2 separate regions of the Gossypium arboreum genome follow, and region 2 is linked to region 1. Evidence: chromatin contacts called from public Hi-C data. All regions are on one chromosome and are shown on one strand. The core of a region is the stretch at or near the end of the contact, and the rest is flanking DNA. Distances in the headings are between cores, read along the strand shown. Region 1 overlaps LOC108456752 (probable manganese-transporting ATPase PDR2). Region 2 holds the start of LOC108456858 (sister chromatid cohesion 1 protein 4-like).

Evidence for each region. A called contact is a pair of places that touch in the nucleus more often than the background predicts.
Region 2: a contact with region 1 is called in a Hi-C map of leaf, with 3 times the contacts expected there. The contact joins the promoter of LOC108456858 here to the enhancer-like site in region 1. A contact is called at or near these places in 2 of 5 Hi-C or Micro-C datasets (both in leaf).

What each region holds. Positions count from the first base shown.
Region 1 is chr13:95,664,188-95,667,402 of ASM2569848v2, reverse strand. It overlaps LOC108456752 (probable manganese-transporting ATPase PDR2), which reads right to left. Exons shown (of 22, transcript XM_053023717.1): 22 at 846-2,295. The coding sequence ends at 1,201. Among protein-coding and RNA genes, the nearest start is that of LOC108456752, 12 kb to the right of the region's middle. Within about 2 kb of position 1,497, at least 1 of the 2 cell types and tissues checked has an H3K27ac peak or open chromatin away from gene starts, as enhancers often do. A contact at or near this core is called in leaf, where this site is marked.
Region 2 is chr13:95,880,990-95,884,204 of ASM2569848v2, reverse strand. LOC108456858 (sister chromatid cohesion 1 protein 4-like) reads right to left here and starts at 1,599. Exons shown (of 16, transcript XR_001867026.2): 1 at 780-1,599.

The sequences.
Region 1 (3,215 bases), core at 248-2,747:
CGACTCATTCAAGAATTTTTAATGTGATTGGCATGAATCCAAATTCCACATGTATATTTTTATATTATTTTCAATAAAAAGATTAAAGTAACTTTGAATAATAAAACTTATTTTGAATAAGAAAAATATTTTAATAACTTCTCTAACCGAGTTAATGTCCAAATGAATTATTATATAAAATTCAATTAGGGATCTAAATAATAATATACAGATATAATTAATGGATGTTATAAAATGTGCAAAATAAAATTAAAATGTAAAAAATATTAAAATAAAACTTTAGTTAAACCTTAAATTCAAAGCATTTTCGATCTGTTAGAAGTTGAAATCTCGTCATATGCATTTTTCTTTTAAAAAAAAACAAAATTAATCCAACCTTAAATGATATAACCAATTTTAAATACAAAAGATAGTTTAATATTTTCTTAACTAAAGTAATGCCCGATTAATTCAAGATACAATTTAAATAATAGTATAGATAGAAATAAATATATGAATATCAAGCAATGCAGGTGACTAGAACAAATGTCTGGCCAAAAAAAATAAAACAAATTTGATTTAGAATAATGTGGACAAATAACACCATAAAAGCATAAATCATCCCTTTCCGCAGAAGATTAAGCTAAAATATATATATATATACATATACAAAATCATCATTCCAAACAATAATGATCTTTCTTCTCTCAATTTACCTATGATGATGCATTATTAGACAACAATAACATATCAGTAGACACTATAAAATTTTGCTCTTCATACATTTCACATGAGGATGAGATTGACCTGACAGCAGAAGAAAACATTATCCTAAGAAATTGGATGCAACACATCAATAAGATAAATTATTTTCTGTATCCGACTTGCTATAATTCAATAAATCTAATCAAAATATGGCTTATGAGCTCAACTACAATTTGTTTTTCTTTTAAGTGTTGAAACAACTATTCTTTCAAGTCGGCTTTGCAAAAATAACAAAATCAAAGTTTATGCTTTCGTAAAGAATAACCCCCTCATTCTATGAGCAAAATACCATTTGACAGATTCCACGTCCTAAAGGAGTAAGCAAAACATGATTTAACAAATATCAAATAAATAAAAAAAGAGTTGCATATCTTTGAGCTAATTCACTAAATATAATAATCTGACCGGTGTCAGCCTTTTCCAAAATCATTAGCAGAGGGAGAATTCTCTGTTCACTTAGACCAGCTTCTTCTCAGAACTAGCAGCAGCCACACGTTGGCGCTTCCTCCAAGCAGGGATTTTACCAGGGAATGCCCATCTTAACAACCTCTCCCAAGCATAGCAGCACAGAAACATTAGTAGAGCCCATATCAAGAGCTTATCCCTCAATCCCACAGGCAAAGGAACCAAGCTCAACCAATCATTCAAATCCCTAAATATATCAGAAGTTATAACCACAAAGAAACCAGCAGCAGCTCCAAGAGCATACAAGAATGGTTTGTTTTCAGGGATGCTCTGGTTGAAAGGATGACCCATGTAGTTCACTGCAAATGTTGCTACCTGAAGCATCATGCTCACCATGTATGAAACTGTGTTCACTAGATTAGGGTGAAACTCTGATTCTGGCTCAATGCATTCCTCAGGCATGTGTTTCTCAGCCTCTTTCACAGAAGAGATCAAGAATAACAGGTGCATAGCAAACTGTCCCATGAGAGAAAGGAAGACATAGGAGCAGAAAATATTCGGGTGGGGCCGTGCAGCTGAAAGGGTGGGTAGTGGGCGAGCGTGTGAGATAAACAGGAAAAAAGCAGCTGTAAATACACCACTAATAGTTGCCTGAACATCACCCAGCTTGACACCATCCAAGTACATCACACTTAAAACATAGGCTGTAGCAAGGCAGTTAAGGCCGAGTATCTTGAACATTTGAAGGGTAGTCACAAGGGTACTGCGTCCTTGACGAATTATGTCAGTGGTTGGGGCAACTGATGCATGCTTTGCAGTAAATGGTGATGCCATTGAGGCATCCCCCAGTTTGACAATAGGAGCAGAGCGACCATCACCCTCCTCATTCAGCTCATCCATCATCTTCTTCAGCTTCTGTCGATGCTTCTCTGCAGCATTAAGATGCCGGTTACTGGTTGCATTGTTGCTAGATTCTGATCTGGGGACTACCTTTCCTTTTGAAGAGGCTTCTGAATTGCCCGTTGCTTCTACAGTGGGCTTAGATTTCGACTTCAATGACTTCGTATTTTCATCTTTAGATGTTCCCGATGAGCTCTCACTTTTAGTTGGAGGCACTGCATTCAATAGAGCAACACCTACATGGGCCTGAAAAAAGAGGTAGAGTATTACAGGCCCATGCTTTCCCGCTATCTTAAAATCTGGGAACAATTAACTTTTCTGTTACCTTGAACCAATCTAAAGTAACTAAATATGTAAATGAAAAAAATTAAGAAGCAATTCAAATTAACAACTGTATGCATAAAAATTTCTATCACCAAAAACATTGATGAACTGATGTTAATTTTCTTAAAGAACAAACTTATTATTGGATTTAATTAAAAAACACATGTACACAAAATCAATCTATATTTGTGTAAAAATAGAAAACAAGCAGTACAAGATAATTCATAATAAAATACAGATATAAAATGGTAATATGAAAAATTAAAGCTGTCTTTAGGGAGAGAAGGAAAAAAAACCTAAGCTCCGTCATGAAAATATATTCATTTTATTTTCTAATTTTCATTTTCTATTTTTAAATATTGAAAACAAGAAATAAAAATTGTTTTAAATAATGAAAATATGATAACATGTTTGGTACCTATTTTCCTATAATAGAAATAAAATAAAAAAATTTCCTACATTCATATAGACTCGAACCAAGGTAAAAGATTTTATATTTAAAAAATTGATGAAGAAAAATAATATTTTAGTGTTTATATGGGTTTGAACCAAAGCCAATTCATTAATTAAATTGAAAGTTAAAACCTTGTTTTCAACTTTATCAATTTTACAAAGCAGATCGTATCAACAACTTGAGGCTTAATTGAGACGATCTCTCTGAGTTTTTTTCCCCTCCATTTTTGGGTTAATAGTAGATTGACAAGTGATGGCAGTTGATACATTGTGCTAAATACAGATGGAAAAATAAGTTCTCAAACCTGAAAGGCCTTCAACATAATGGCTGCACAATGAACCTGTTAAATAATATAGCCTACATATATAGGTAAAATAAGATACCAACT
Region 2 (3,215 bases), core at 350-2,849, 220 kb before region 1:
TAAGAACAAAAAGGATAATGCTACGAACTTAAGAAAAATATTTCTATTAATAAATGGGAATTTGTGCAAGAAATTTTCAGTTTCAAGAACCAGTAGGCAACAGAGACCGATATCAGAAGCAAAGTATTGGCATTTCCACCCTGCTCCACAATTGTCAAGAGAACCCATGTTTTACCAAATTGACAGTTTCATTTCATCAAGCACGCTGATTTTCACGCTAACCTGGTATTTAAAATTTTCAATTCATAAATACCACTTCTATTAATGGATGTTTAACAGTTGAAACTACTTTTATTTCATCAAGCTTATAGAAATACTTAATAAACTTAGAACTATGCATGACCATCATTAATTCCAGATGTTGGTTTAATAAATCAAATGTCAAGAAAAGAAAAGAGCATACTACTAGGACAAATAAGAAAGGAAATTCTAACTACTTCTTGCTATTTAGTTCCTCATAAAGTAGTTAAAACTAAATCGGAAATATGCAAAATCATAATTGATTAAAAAAAGGAAACAATGACTGAAAAAGCAGTACCAATTATGAAGTAAATATGCTTCTCGTATTAAAGTAAAATCATATAAATTTCTCACCCGAAAGATTGCAGTTCAATGTAGCACAAGCAATAACCAAAGAGTGAATAAATAAATTCTGATTCAGCATAAAAGAAGAACATATCCACACAGTCTATATTAATCTAACCTTAAGAAGACTAAGATATTGCTCTATTAAGTGGAAAAGGATAGATTAAGTACAAGTAGACTTGAAAGGTACTAACCAACAGAAACACCGATGTCCGTATCCGCCACCTGATTCTTGCGGAGTTTCCTCTCCAGATGGGCAGCTATCCATATCGTCCCCAATGGACCTTTCTTCGCCAATATAAACTGTGAATAAAACATTTCTCGCCTAATACAAATCCTATTTCTTCATACAATGTAACCAAGCCCTATTATTTAAGCTTAAAATTAGATCTTTCAGTAAGAATTCAACAAACTGGCAAAGCTCACAAGAGAAGAGAAACCCTAAATTTCAAATTCCACAACAGAACCCTTGACTTTCCAATTCTAGCAGCGGAAATGAACAAATTAAGTTCAGAATATCCCTAAAAATCAATAGCAACAAGGAAACCTTTACAAATCTCAGTCCACCAAACAACCAGTGAAACCCTCCCAAAACTCCGTAAAGGGACCCATTTCCGCTTAATTACAGAACCGCCACTCAGGAGAAGTTCAAAATTTGTGAAGTTTCAGTTTGCAGAATCACCAGTTGAGTCGGATCGGACAGACGCAGATCAATTGGAGACTGGGAAAGAAAAACAGAAGGGAAAGCGCTAATTTTAGTAAATGCTTTTTTGTAATAAGAAATTAATTTCGAAATTCAACTTTGGTTTTGTGTTCGTCGTTGTATTAGTGCAGGTATGTTGGAAACGTGGCGCTCTTTCACTGGCTGGTTAATTTTGAATTTTATGACTTCTCCAGTACGTTTTGTCAAAGGCGTAGCCTATCCCTCCATTCTTTTTTGTTTGTGAACAAATCTCTTTCATTAGAAAGGTACAAAACGAGAAAAACGGGGGCCAAACTCATCCCAGATCGGTTTAATTTGATTTATTCCCATTAGCTTATTTAATTTATGCGATTCATTAAGCATTAAATTTAACCTAAAACCCAATTACTCGTATTAAATCAACACAAACATAAAATAACTTTACTAATTATTAAATTATAAAATAACTCAATCTAATTATTTATTTAAATCTAAATATAAAATTAAATCATTAATTATAAAATAACCAAATTACTTAATTTCAATAAATCACCGAAATTACCTTAAAAAAACCTAACCCAATTAATTACCCAAATATAAAATTAAATTACTAAATATGGCAAAATAAGGCTTATAGGCCAATCTTTTTTATTAAATTAGAGTTTTGGACCGGTTTTAATTTTAATTAGGGTTATAGGCCGATTTTTTAAAAAACGTATCCAGTTACGGTCAAATCCCAATACCTTTTTGAACGTTGCCGCAAACGGTAAAAAAAATAAAACTCTGACAGTAACTTTTTTTTACCCTATAAATACCCTTCAAATTTTATTTTTTTCATTCATATCCTTCTCTCAACTCTCTCAATTTTGTCAAATTCTCTCAAACCCTCTCAAGTCTCTCAACTCTCTCATTTTTTAATTATCTCGTTTTTATTCTTTTAAACTGATTTCTTACGAATGGTCGCCTCATTAATTGGCTTCGACGATAAGCACATTTTCGCTGCCAATTAGTAATAGTAAGACCGAAACTTAAATTTTATTAATTTCAATAATGTTAAATTTAATTTTTTATTATAATTATATTTTTGTGTGTGTGTAAATAGGCAGATGATCGTGTTCTAGAGGGCTTCATCCATAATATAGGAAAGCATGCAATTCCTAAAATTCGTGGCCACCTGCAAGTAGCTAGATTCTTATATGCGTCTAACATGTCTGGGGGCTGCAAACTCAATTTGCAACTAATTAGTGCATTGGTGGAGAGATGGAGGCTCGAAACATACACTTTCCATCTTCCATGCGATGAGTGTACAATCACACTCGAAGACGTGGTGCTACAACTCAGTCTACTAATAGATGGTCCAGTCATCATGGGATCTGGGATCATTTTGGCCAAAGTGACCTTCTGTCGATCACTGTTGGGGAAGGTCCTGGACAAGTTCAAAGGTGGTCGAATATCGATGAACTAGTTGAAGGATAATTTCGACGAGCTTCCTGAAGACCCTAAAAACCGAATGGAGGAGGTGATATAACAATACACCCAAGCATACATCATAAGGTTAATCGGGGGTAATTTAATGCCTGAAAAATCTCAAAATTTGGTGCACGTAAGGTGGCTACTATATCTAGTGGACTTTAATGATTGCAGGAAACTAAGTTGGGGATCTTTCGTATTGTCCACGTTATATCGAGAGATGTGTCGGGCCACAAACTCAAGGTCAGCATCAATCAATAGTTGTCTACTTCTGCTGCAATCGTGGGCTTGGTGATGACTATCGTTTATACGTCCTAAGGTAACCAACCCATATATGTTCCTGTTGGTGACGAGGTAAACATTATTTATTAACAAATACGTAGTTTGTACAATATTTTTTATTATTATACGTTTCAACTAACATATTGCTTGTACAAGTGGAACCATAAGCCAAGCTACGTAGGACTGCTCGAGGTTC